Linked DNA regions of Macaca mulatta: region 2 is linked to region 1. A link is a contact called in public Hi-C data. All regions are on one chromosome and are shown on one strand. The core of a region is the stretch at or near the end of the contact, and the rest is flanking DNA. Distances in the headings are between cores, read along the strand shown.

The links. Hi-C and Micro-C count contacts between places; a contact is called where the count stands out from the background.
Region 2: a Hi-C map of fetal cortex germinal zone shows a contact between it and region 1, with 2.0 times the contacts expected there. The contact joins the promoter of IFT52 here to the promoter of SRSF6 in region 1. A contact is called at or near these places in 4 of 14 Hi-C or Micro-C datasets (CD4 T cells, cortical neurons, fetal cortex germinal zone and 1 more).

What each region holds. Positions count from the first base shown.
Region 1 is chr10:96,302,634-96,309,137 of T2T-MMU8v2.0, reverse strand. It overlaps SRSF6 (serine and arginine rich splicing factor 6), which reads right to left and starts at 2,691. Exons shown (of 6, transcript XM_015148969.3): 1 at 2,444-2,691; 2 at 2,075-2,223; 3 at 691-815; 4 at 343-551; 5 at 1-66. The coding sequence starts at 2,550.
Region 2 is chr10:96,430,288-96,437,167 of T2T-MMU8v2.0, reverse strand. It overlaps IFT52 (intraflagellar transport 52), which reads right to left and starts at 5,433. Exons shown (of 14, transcript NM_001261644.1): 1 at 5,336-5,433; 2 at 1,569-1,693; 3 at 1-39. The coding sequence starts at 1,687. SGK2 (serum/glucocorticoid regulated kinase 2) reads right to left here. Exons shown (of 13, transcript XM_077951840.1): 13 at 5,786-6,880.

The DNA of each region.
Region 1 (6,504 bases), core at 1,442-3,941:
ATACTTCGAGATCTACTGCGGCTGCTCCTGCGACTCCTACTTCGTGACCGTCTTCTAGATCGAGACCTATTAGGAGAAAAACAATGAAGTCTTAATCTCAATCCATCTTAAATACACCTGTGCCATCTGGCAAAAATAGATAAGCCAAAGAATAATGTTTTTCTTTACTACGAAATTAAATACACCTTCAAAACATCCAGAAAAAAACCCAATGATGCACAGCCAAAACAAACTAAAAGCTGGCTTTAATTCAAGTAGGCAACAATTGAAATTACTCCATTACTTCCCTTTTTTATTGTCAAATATTCTGTTTCCTCCCCACAGTGTCCTTCAACAAGTTACCTGGATCTGCTTCCAGAGTAAGATCGCCTATGGCTTGTGCGTGGCTTATCTTCAATAAGCCTAATATTTCTGCCATTTATTTCTGTGCCATCCAGTTTGTCCAAAGCACGCTTCATGTCAGAGTAGGAGCGAAACTCAATTACACCCTCATTTGTTCGTTCCTTGTGGGCATCCGCATAGGTTACTTCACCTGCTTGTCGCATAAAATCCTGAAATGATAAGATTGGTCAGACTCGGAAATCTTAAAAGATCTATATACTATAATAAATTCCCAGAAATAAGAATGTAAATAAGAGTTTACTTTAAAGCATTAGTCGTATCTTTTGTATCTTGAATTATAGCACATACCTTTAAATCTTGCCAACTGCACCGACTAGAAAGATTTTCTACAATAAGCCTGTATTCTGTACGAACAGGTGGTCCGTATTTGTCTCTGCCAGATGTTCTCCGACTGCTGTATCCACCTCCACCACCTTTATCACATGAAGGGAACAATTAGATGCCTTGTAATGATAAAAACGCATAATGTCTTTGAAAGTTAGTACAAACATATCAACTTTTATTTACTGGAGTAGGACTTTGCTATTATATTGCTAAACCTTCGACACATTTGTGATTTGCCATAAAATTAAATTAAGGGCAAGTCAAATAGACTAAATCCAACTAAACCTCTCCTACAATCTGTTAGAGAGTGACTGCTCCTTTATTCGATTTACCTCGCTAAGTTTTATTTTACAGAACATTGTAAAATATAAAACTTAACTGATTACATGCATTTCTACATTTTACAAAAATGTTTACTAGTTTTACACTAAGTACTTACATCACAGTGTGAGGTTTTTGGTGGTGGTTTGGCCACAAAACACGCAAGGTAACAGTCACCTAGTTCAGATTAACCAGTTTTGTCTAACCCTTGGAATCCTCACCATCACCCTGCGTCTAATGGCAAAAGGCTGCTGTCGTCATGGCTTCCGGTAAGGTCAGCCAAAGGGTCATAGGGCAAGGGTCACACAATGTATGGAAAAGCCAAGGCCAATCAGGAAAGGCAGTCATCTTAGCCTCAGTGGACACAGCCTCAGCCCCATTGGTCACTTTCAAATTGAAACATCAAGGACTTGTTAAAAAGTTTGAATTCAACATGCAACAATTTAAACATCAAACATTTAACATAACCAAAAATCCCCCCAACCTCCTCCCAGTAACATGCCCCAGTTAGTTCAAATACAGCATAAAGCTTATTTAGATCTACTTTGTGGTACAATACCACATTACTTAAAAATAGTACATTCTTCGGCCCCCATCAAGTTCCATAACTTTAAGACCTATACTTTAAGCTCCTCCCTTCCCCGTCCCCCGCCCCCCTACCCCACCTCCACCCCAGCCTGCCCCCGAACCTCTAACTAATGCACTGATAGGTAAGTAAGGAGAATACAACAAATACAGCCACTCCTTACTTCCTCTGTGGTTAGAACCTGTGACAGTGCTGACAAGGGGCCAGAAGAAGCCACCCCCCGCCCAACTTCGCAAATAAAACCAAACACCCAAACCCAATCCCCGCGCTCCGGCGTCCCATGGCTGCCCCGGGCAGACATGAAGGCAGCGGGGCTCGGGGACACCCGAGTCAAACGACCCCCAGCCCTCGCGCCTGCCCGGGCTGGGAGGCCCCAACCCACCCACCCCCGCCCGCCCCCAGGGTCCCCAAGGGCGCGGAGCGCGCGGGGGTGGGACTCACTGCGGCTTCCGTAGCTGTAGCCGTCGCGATCGCGACGCGGGCCCCTGGCGTGCTCTACGATCACGCGCTCGCCGCAGAGCTCCTTGCCGTTCAGCTCGTAAACGGCGTCGTCGGCGTCGCGGGAGTCCTCGAACTCCACGAAGCCGTACCTGGGGGCGGTGCCAGGGCCGGACAACGGCGGGGGCGTCGTTAGCCAGGGCGCGCCCGTGCGCGCGCCCGCACCCCTCAGCGCGCCCCCGCGACGCCGCGCCGTCGCCATCTTGGAGGCCCTGCCACGCGGCGCCGCGGCCTTGGCCGCCTTTTTCCTTGGAGAGTTCCCGCCGCCACCAGGCCTGGGACGCTGGGCGCGGGCGCCCAGGCTCGACTCACCCATTTTTGAGGTCTACTTCGAGGAGGCGGCCATAGCCACTGAAAAAGCGCTGGATGTCCTTCTCCCGGACGTTGTAGCTCAGGCGTCCTATGTAGACGCGCGGCATGTCCGTGGCGGGCGGGGGCCCAAGGGCTGGTTGTCGAACGGCGGACCGCAAGCCAGTAGCCGCGGTGCGGGTGCGGGGACGGCAAGAGCCCGAACACGCGCCTCACACCACAGCGGCGGCCGAGTCCAGCCACACAATGATGCGCGCGCGCGCCAGGCTTACGCTATATGGGCGGCCAGTGGGGCGGGGCCTGGCGCGTGACGTCAGCGCGCAGCGGCACGTCCGTCCCCAGTCGGCCCTGGGCTAAATGGTGACTGGCGAGTCAGCTGCCCGCGACGTTTCGGTGTAGTGCGGTCTTGCTCGCTTCTAGGATTTTTCTCCAGCCCTCCCCACCGTCTTTGAAAACACAGTGTCTCTAATGCAGCCGCAGAATTGTTTTCTAATTTGTACCTTTTATAAAACTGCGCGATCGATCTCTTTGGGGTTGAAGCTCGGGAGGCGGGCTGAGAGAATCCCCGTTTTTCATTGGTTCTCGAGGTGGTTATAATGGGTCGCCGCGGTCTCTGATTGGTGGGTTAAAACGAGGCTGCCTGTTTCCCCCAGCGATTGGTTGGTGCTCGTTTTGGTGGGGACCGCGCTCTCGGACCCAGTCGCTGGTCCGGTTTCGCAGAATCCGAGGATCACGCGCTGAGGTCTTGCTGACCGGGCGGGGGTCGCGTTGCGAACTTGCAGAGCCGCCATCAGCTTCTCCAAGTCTCACTCGCAGCCTTCTTCAGTCTTGGCCTCCCCGGACGTTCCCCTCTCCCTCCATGGGTCTTTCTTGGAGCCCTGTCAACTTGACTCACTTGTGGATTGGGGTGTCCGTGGGAATCCTACGCTCACTGTAGGTGCTCAAAAGGGAGCGCGGAGGAGACCCCGCAGCCCTCCTACAGCGATGAACAATTTTTTTTCTCCCGTATATAGAAAGTCCTTTGTCCCAATACTATCATTTCTTCCATTGACTTGAAAGTGCCTTATTTTGTGAGTTTATCAAGGGAGATGCTATTTAAAGCTGGAGAACCAGATGAAAACCTGTGGTTTAAGTTTAGGTGGGGAGCAGAAGACCCAGGCCAACGCCTGGGGTACTCTGAAATTTAAGTACAGGAAAGGAGACTGACGGGAAGGAGTGACTAGGGAGGTAGGGAGAAGACCAGGAGAGTAGGGTGTCACCGAAGCGAAAAAAAAAAAAAAAAAGGGAAGGGATATCACTGAGATAACATCAGCTCTTTAGATATTTTTGTATACCTGCTCTGAGTGGTGCAACCTGAATATCCTTCAGCTCCCGGTTGAAAAAGGGGGGTTTTGTCCTCCTGGAGCTATTTGGAAGTCTGGAGGGAAACGTTGTTGTTGTCACGACTGGGGGAGGTAGAGGCCATGCTTAAAGTTAGATAAACAAAAAATACGAGTCTGTAATCCCCACACCTTGGGAAGCCGAAGCAAGAGGATCTCTTGAGCCCAGGAGTTGAAGGCTGCAGTGAGCTACCACCATGCCACTGCACTACAGCCTGGGTGACAAAGCAAGACTCCAACTCCTTTGAAACATAAGACGCCCACGCCCACGCCCACGCCCACGCCCACGCCCACGCCCACGCCCACGCCCACGCCCACGCCCACGCCCACGCCCACGCCCACGCCCACGCCCACGCCCACGCCCACGCCCACGCCCACCGCGCGGAAGGCCACCCCTGCAGGTTGCTGCTACGAGCGCCTGCTGGCCAGCTTTTATTCCCTTCTTTGGCCCCACCCACATCCTGCTGATTGGTCCATTTTACAGAGCGCTCATTGGTCCATTTTACAGAATGCTGATTGGTCCATTTTTACAGAGTGCCGATTGGTACGTTTACCAACCTTTAGCTAGACACAGAGTGCTGATTGGTGTGTTTACAATCCTTTAGCTAGACAGAAAAGTTCTCCAAGTCCCCACCTAACCCAGAAGCCCCACCAGCTTCACCTCTGGGTAGGCAGAATGAGGGTTCCCCCTAATCCTAATCCCTGAAATCTGTGAAGATGTTACTTTATATGTCAAAAGGGACTTTGCAGATCTGGTTAAGTTGAGCATCTTGAGATGCAGAGATGCCCCGGGATTATCTGGGTGGGCCCAATGTGATCATAAGGGTGCTTACAAGAGGGGGACAGGAGAGCCACAGTCAGAGAAGCAGATGTGACAAAGGAGGCTGGGATTGGGGTCGAAGTGATTGACTGTAAGGAAGTCACAACCGAAGTTAATGGCTTTGAAGATGGAGGAAGGAATCATAAGCCAAAGAGTGCCAGTAGCCTCTGGAAGCTGGAAGACAGGAGGGAACAGATTCTCCCCTAAAGCCTCCTGAAAGAATGCAGCCCAGGCCAGGCGCTGTGGCTCACACCTGTGCAATCTCGGCTCACTGCAACCTCCGCCTCCTGGGTTCGAGTGGTTCTCCTGCCTCGCCTCCCGAGTAGCTGGGGTTACAGGCATGCGCCACCACGCCCAGCTAATTTTGTATTTTTAGTAGAGACGGGGTTTCACCATGTTAGTCAGGCTGGTCTCATCTCGAACTCCCAACCTCAGGTGATCCACCCGCCTCGGTCTCCCAAAGGCGTGAGCCACCGCGCCCAGCCCAACACCAGCTCTTTAGATATTTTTGTATTCCTGTTCAGTTTTGAGTGGTGCAACCTCAATATCCTTCAGCTTTGGGTTGAAAAAGCGGCGGGGGGCGGGGGGGAGCGGGTTGCCCTCCTGGAGCTATTTGGCAGTCTGGAGGGAAACGTTGTTTGTCACGACTGGGGGAGGTAGAGACCGTGCTTAAAGTTAGATAAATAAAATATATGAGTCTGTAATCCCTGCACCTTGGGAAACGGAGGCAGGAATATCTCTTGAGCCCAGGAGTTCGAGGTTGCAGTAAGCTATGATCATGCCACTGCACTGCAGCCTGTGTGAAAAAGCAAGACTGACTCAAAGAAAGAAAGAAAAGCAAGGAGCAAGGCATGGTAGCTCACGCCTGTAATCCCAGCACTTTGGGAGGCCCAGGTGAGAGGATTGCTTGAGCCCAGGAGTTCGATATCAACCTGGGCAACATGGCGAGATCCCGTCTCCACAAAAAAAAAATATATATATATATTTTTTTTTTTAATTAGCTAGGCATGGTGGCACATGCTTGTAGTTCCAACTACTGGGGAGGCTCTCAACAGGGGGCAGTGGTTCTCAACAGGGGGCAGTTCTGTCCCCCCAGGGGATATCTGTCAGTATCTGAAGACTTTCTGGTTGTCGCAGCTGGAGGAGGGAAGAAGCTGCTGGTATCTCATGGGTAGAGGCTAGGGATGTCATGAAACATCCTACAAGGCGCAGGACAGCCCCACCACGAAGAATTATCTGGCCCAGAATGTCAATAGCTGAGGTTGAGAAGTGCTAGTCCAAATGAATCCTGTACAGAAGTTTTTTTCTTTTCTTTTCTTTTTTTTAAAAAAAATAGAGACAGGATCTCCCTATGTTACCCAGGCTGATCTCGAACTCCTGGGCTCAAGGAGTTCAATCCTCAGCCTCCCAAAGTGCTGGGATTACAGGCATGAGCCACCATGCCCAGCCTACAGAAGTTTGTAAAACGAGGTTTGGACTAGCTTGGCAACATGCAATCCAATCTCCCAGTTGGAAGAGCCTCAGAGGATCTTTCAATCATCTGAATCATGATTCTTTCTAACTCTGTCACTGACAGTTTCCAATTCTGGATTCTGTTTCTGGAGCAACTGCTGCTATATTCACTTCACTCCATACAGATACACCTGAGTTGCTACGAAAGGGGATTTGCCGGGCACGGTGGCTCACACCTGTAATCCCATCACCTTGAGAGGCAGAGATGGGATCACCTGATCCCAGGAGCACAAGACCAGCCTGAGCAACATAGCGAGACTCCATCTCTATAAAAAGAAAGAAAGAAAGAAAAAAAAAAGACCAAGAGTGGCGGTGCATGCTTGTAGTCCTAGCTACTCCAGGGACTGAGGTGG
Region 2 (6,880 bases), core at 4,184-6,683, 130 kb before region 1:
ACTCCATTTAACTTCTCAGATGTGATTTCATCTTTTAAGCTAGAAATACAATTTTAAAAGCAAATATTAGGTCCATAATTTAAATCAATTTATGTATTGTTTTAGTCTCTCAACTATTTGGAAGCAGAGGCCACAGAGGCTCAGAGATGAAGGGACTTAGATGTAACTGGTCCAGTCTCTCTCCCAAAGTGAGAATTCCTTCTAAGGCCTGCCCCAGAGTCATCTGGCCTCTGTCCAAATACTTCCAGTAAGTCAAGGTGTTCAAATCAAGCCATGCTAAAGCATAAGGAAGTCCTCAACTACTAATTCAATCAGCCCTACCATTAGCTCGTATGATTACATATCCTCACCTATTAAGAAGAAACATACACATACACAAAGTCAAAGTTATTCTCATTTAATTCTCATGTTTCCTTTCCCTAGTTCTGACCTCAGTCAAAATATGAAGAAAGCCTCTAAATCTTAAAAAGCTACATGTGTATAATTAGAATAATTTTTTGGTGTGTGATTTGGAAGACAACTTAATAATATGCTGCTTTAATAATATCCTAATTGCTGATTTCAGAAGAAATGTTTTTTGGTTTTTGTTTTTGACAGTTTCCCTCTGTTGCCCAGGCTGGAGTGCAGTGGCATGATCTCGGCTCACTGCAGGCTTCACTGCCTGGGTTCAAGGAATTCTTGTCCCTCAACCTCCTTAGTAGCTGGGATTATAGGCACGCACTATCAACTCAAGTGATCTGCCTGCTTCAGCCTCCCAAAGTGCTGGGATTACAGGCATGAGCCACTGCGTCCTGTCCAAGAGATCTTTTAATAAGAATTTATTTAATTATGAATAATTTTTTTATTTTTTGAGACAGAGTCTTGCTCTGTCACCAAGCTGGAGTGCAGTGGCGCGATCTCAGCTTACTATAACCTCCGCCTTCTGGGTTTAAGTGATTCTCCTGCCTCAGCCTCCCGAGTAGCTGGGACTATACGCAGGCACCATCATACCCAGCTAATTTTTGTAATTTTAGTAGAGACGGGGTTTCACCATGTTGGCCAGGATGGTCTTGATTTTTCTTTTTTTTTTTTGAGATAGAGTCTCACTCTGTTGCCCAGGCTGGAGTGCAGTGGCGCAATCTCGGCTCACTGCAACCTCCGCCTCCCAGGTTCAAGCAATTCTCTGCTTCAGCCTCCCAAGGAGCTGGGATTACAGGAACTTGCCACCATGCCTGGCTAATTTTTAAAAAATTTTTAGTAGAGATGGGGTTTCACCATCTTGTCCAGGCTTGTCTTGAACCCCTGACCTCGTGATCCACCCGCCTTGGCATCCCAAAGTGCTGGGATTACAGGTGTTAGCCACCGTGATGGCCAGTCTTGATCGCTGACCTTGTGATCCGCCTGCCTCAGCCTCCCAAAGTGCTGGGATTACAGGCGTGAGCCACCGCGCCAGACCTAATTCTGAATAATCTTTAAATTGAGCTTCTCCCACCTAAACAATCTATGTTACATAAGAAAATAAAGACTTCTCAGCTTTATCAGCAGGACAATATCATTTAGAAGGGAAAACAATATACATGGTCGGTCACCTCTGAATCTTCCAATTACTCCGAAGTTTTTTCTGCATGGATTTATAGCCGTTGTTGGTGGTAAATATCTCCTTTTTGTAGGCATTGAAAACAATGGTGCTCCGCAGCTCTTTCTCCATGGTTACCTTACGGAAGAAAGAAGGGATCAGAAAATCAATAAACAATATTCCAAAGACCCTAAAAGCAATAAATAGTTGCCTTCTACTACTATTTATCAAGAAAGGGCATACAACTGAAACCTATCTAGGAAATTCCTACAATTCTCAAAGGTCAAGAATGAAATGCAAAAGCACAGCACAGAAACCTAATACCAAAACCAACCCAGCCCTCCCCTACCCATTTTTGCTTTCCACCTCTTGCCCAGACCCTCCCAACAGCCTACACCTATGGCCCTGCCCCGCCATCACCCTGCTCTTGTGTCCCAAGACCATGTTTCCAACCTGATTCATCACTGCTAACTACTGTTAAGCGCAGGGTATAGTCTTCTAGATTCTTTTTTTCTTTTCTTTTCTTTTTTTTGAGATGGAGTCTTGCTCTATCTTCCATGCTGGAGTGCAACAGCATGATCTCGGCTCACTGCAACCTCCATCTCCTGGGTTCAAGCGATTCTCCTCCCTCAGCCTCCTGAGTTGCTGGGATTACAGGCAAGTGCCACCATTCCTGGCTAATTTTTGTATTTTTAGTAGAGACACGGTTTCACCATGTTGGTCAGGCTGGTATCGAACTCCTGACCTCGTGATCCGCCCGCCTTGGCCTCCCAAAGTGCTGGGATTACAGGGGTGAGCCACTGCACCCAGTTCTACATTCTTTTTATACATATATTAACTTACAGTTTTATTTTATGAAATAGGATCTTACCACACGCATTACTCTGAAACATTTGGTTCACCTAACCTTGTATATTTGACATCTTTCTTTGTCAGTACACATGGATCTACCATATTCTTTTAAACAGCTACACAGGGCTGGGTGCAGTGGCTTATGCCTGTAATTCCAGCACTTTGGGAGGCTGAGGTAGGAGGATCGCTTGAGCTCAGCAGTTCCAGACCAGCCTGGACCACATCTCTACAAAAATCAGCAGGGCATGCTGGCACATATCTTAGTCCCAGCTATTCAGGAGGCTGAGGTGAGAGGATTGCTTGAGCCCAGGAGGTTGAGGCTGCAGTGAGCCACAATCACCTCACTCTGCACTCCAGCCTAGAGAACAGAGCGAGACCCTGTCTTTAAACAACAACAACAACAAAAACAGCTGCACAGTATTCATTTTATGGATCTACCATAATTTATTTAACCAGTCATATACTGATTGACATCTTTTATCAAATATTTTATAAAACAATAGTAAAAACATCAATGTTAAACAACATGTTTTTCTGCACTTTGCCTATTTGTAGATTCTTACCTATTGAATGGCTGAGTAAATCATTTCCAAATTGCCCTCCAAAAAATTATGATTTTATACTTCCACTAACATGCTTCTGTTTCCACACAATCCTATTTTCAGTCTTTGTCGTCTTTGCCAAAAAAAAAAAAAAAAAGCCCTCATTACTGTTTTAATTTCCACTTTGAAGTTAGTGAGATAGTGGTCCCTTGCTATAGATTTCTGCCACTTGTATTTCTTTTCTTCTGATTTTCTTGTCCAGGTACTCCGATCATTTTTCTCTTGAAATTTTTCTTTTTAAAAACTTCTTCTTATTTGAGATAAAAGTCCCACACAGTGACCCAGCCTGGGAATGTATCGTGTGCAATCACGATACACCGCAGCCTTGACCTCCCGGGCTCAAGCAATCATCCCACCTCAGCCTCCTGGGTAACTGGGACTACAGGTGCGCACCAGTGCCCAGCTAATTTTTGAATTTTTTGCAGAAGCAAGGTCTCGCTATGTTGCCCTTAAACTTCTGGCCTCAAGTGATCCTCCTACCTCAGCCTCCCAAAGTGCTGGTTTACAGGCATGAGCCACTGCACCCAGTCAGGTTTCATAATTTTCTAATTGATCATTAAACAAATATTTTCTTAAATTTATTTGGCTTCTGATACTTTTTTTGGTTTGGTTGAATTTTGCAGGCCATAGAGATTTTAAATTTTATAGAATTAAAAGTATTAATATTTTCCTTTCTGGCTTCTGGATGACATGAAACATTTAGAAGAGTTTTTGTCATTCTAAGATTATAAATAAATTGAACAATGCTTTCTTTCAGTACTTTGCAATGTAATTTTTTTTTCCTTTTTCCTTTTTTTTTTTTTTTTTTTTTTTTGAGACAGAGTGTGCTCTGTCGCCCAAGCTGGAGTGTAGTGGCACAATCTCGGCTCACCACAACCTCCGCCTCCCAGGTTCAAGAGATTCTCGTGCCTCAGCCTCCCAAGTGGCTGGGACTACAGGCGCCCAACACACCCGGCTAATTCGTGATGTAATATTTTAACATTTAAATTTTAGTCCATCTGGAAATTATTGTGGTGCTCAAAACGGGCTTCATTCCGTTTTTTTTTTTTCCTTCTTTTTCGAGGCATAGTCTTGCTCTGTTACCCAGGCTGGAGTGCAGTGGCGCAATCTCGGCTGGCTGCAACCTCTGCCTCCCGGGTTCAAGTGATTCTCCCGCCTCAGCCTCCCCAGTAGCTGGGATTACAGGCGCACGCGATAGTAGAGACGGTCTTTCACCAGGTTGGCCTGGAACTCCTGACCTCAAGTGATCCACTCACTTTGGCCTCCCAAAGTGCTGGGATTACAGGTGTGAGACACCTCGCTCGACTGGTTCAACTTTCTAAATTACTAAAAAAGCTGCCTGACCCCAATTCACCTTTCTAATGCTGATTTGAAATTCAGTACCACCTTCCCTATATAATAAATCCCTATATATAACTGGCTCTTATTCTGAGTTCTAATATATTCTATCTGCCTGTAAGCTCCTGCTGAGTTCCAAACTTTCTTTTTTAAAAATTTATTTATTTTTTTCAGAGATAGAGTTTCCCTTTGATGCCCATGCTGGTCTCTGACTCCTGGGCTCAAGGGATCCTCCCGCCTCAGTCTACCAAGTAGCCAGGACTACGGGCCCACACTGCTGCACCCATCTTCTAAGTAGTTTAATTGCTATACCTTTATGTTATAATATCTGGTGGCTCTGGAGAGCTAATTTCCCTTATTACCATTAATTTTAGAATTTTCCTGGCTACTTTCACATATTTCTTCTTCTTTAAGCACTTTAACATCATTTTGTCCAGTTGAAAAACTGCCCCCTCCATGATCCCACTAATGTGACACATCTATTTTTTTTGTTCGGTTAGTTCAGCCCCTGGTGAGAGTAGCAGGTCTGCGTTCCTGCACCGTCAGACTTAGCTAGAAATGCATTTCCTTAATGATACTATAAGGCCTTTAAAACTGTAAAAATAACGAATATTTGGGTAACGCTGCACAACCATTCTCTCGCTTTCTCTTCAATAACATTACCAGTCAAATTAGTATTTCCCACATGAATACCGAGGCATCGCAGCCACGACAGAAGAGAGATTAAGACTTTACGATTCCTCTTCCGATGCTCTTTCATAGTCAGCGGAACGACTAAAAAAGCCGCATCACCCGAGGCCCTGCAGATGGGCGCCCAACCAGAGCGCCAGGACCCCGGGCTACGTCCGCGCCCACAGTTTACTTCACCCCGGTGGACCCTGGATGTTCTATGACTGGCCCAGCGGCCTCGAAGAGTGTGTCGAGGCCCTCGCCAGCTCCCAGGCCGCCCCACCGCCCCAGCTGGCCCACCACTGTTGTAGCCCTTTACCTGACGCCCAGCGACCACCGGTCACCTGACGCCGCCCAGCATCCCGCGGCCAGGTATCCAAGGCCGCTTAGTAACCGGGGAGGAGCGGCGTTGCGCCGGGAGGCGTGGCCCAGGACGCAGCGCTAGCTCCGGCCGACGTGATGACGACAGCACGGAAGGCGCCTCTCCGTCGCAGGCGTCAGGGGTGTTGGGTAGGGAAGCTGGCTGGTGTGGGACTGTACCATTTGGTGCATGAGGGGCAAAGCCAAAAACAAGGAGAATTAACTTTTCACGAAAAATAAACCCATTTAATTTTGTTATTTAATATTAATTACGACTAAAGACTAATAACAACGGTAGGACCCAAGTGCCCAAACTTCGCTCCACCCACAGGGAGGAGAATAGTGAAGTCTTCCAGCGAGGGGATTGGAGAATACGCCAGCCTCGATTCCCAAGGCGCAGGCGCAGAGCGGAGCCAGGCGAGGGCGGGGCCGGGCGGAGGGCTGGGCCGGACTATCAGGAACTACTTACCGGAAAAGGGTGAGCTGGTTTAGTGTTGAGAATGATAACACCGGGTAATTCTGCTTTATGAACTCCGCATCTTCGCTCGCCGTGGTGCTAGGCATGAGCGCCGGCGGTGAGCCCGCAGCCCTTTGGGCGGGGAGTTAGAACTTGAACAGATTGTACAAAAATGTGAAAACTATGAACTGTATTAGGGAGTCTGACGACTAAGCTCGTCAAAAAGGTGCCCCTGTTGAGCAGAGTTTTGAAGAAAGAGTGGTATTTATTAAGGCAAAGGCTGGGGAAGGGCGTTCCGGGCAGAAAGAACTGCTTGTGCAAAGAGCATCACCAATACAGGTTGCCCTGCCATCGCCATTAAGGTGGGAAACCAGAAGCCTGCAACTACCAGCAGGCCACCCGACTACCCAGGAAAGCGCTCTGTGCCTGCCTTTAGAGGTGTGTGGATTTGTGAACAACGCTGCAGCAGCCTGGAAGACCCAAACTGAAGATTGCAGAGAGTTCTGACAGTTTTTATTTACATTTATGTTTGTCTTCGAGTTTAGGATATTAAAACACACAACTCTTGTTGCTTTTCACAATTTCTGTCACTGGAAATTTTAAAAGTGGAGACGGGCCGGACGCAGCGGCTCTCTCCTGTAATCCCAGCACTTTGGGAGGCCGAGGCAGGTGGATCTCTTGATCCCAGGAGTTCGAGACCAGCCTGGGAAACATGGCGAAACCCGGTATCTACTAAAAATACGAAAAATTAGCTGGGCGTGGTGGCGCGCGCCTGTAGTCCCAGCTGATTGGGAGACTGAGGTGGGAGGATTGATTGATCCTAGGAGGCTGAGGCTGCAGTGAGCCGGCATGGTGCCACCGCACTCTAGCCTAGGCAACACAGTGAATCCCTGTCTCAAAAAAAGAAAAAAAAAGTGGAGAAGGGGTGATATGTGAATTCTCTGTGTCAGATGGAGTGGCTCATGCCTGTAATCCTAGCACTTTGGGAGGCTAAATTGGGAGGACTGCTTGAGGCCAGGAGTTTGAGACCTGGGTAACAGTAACACC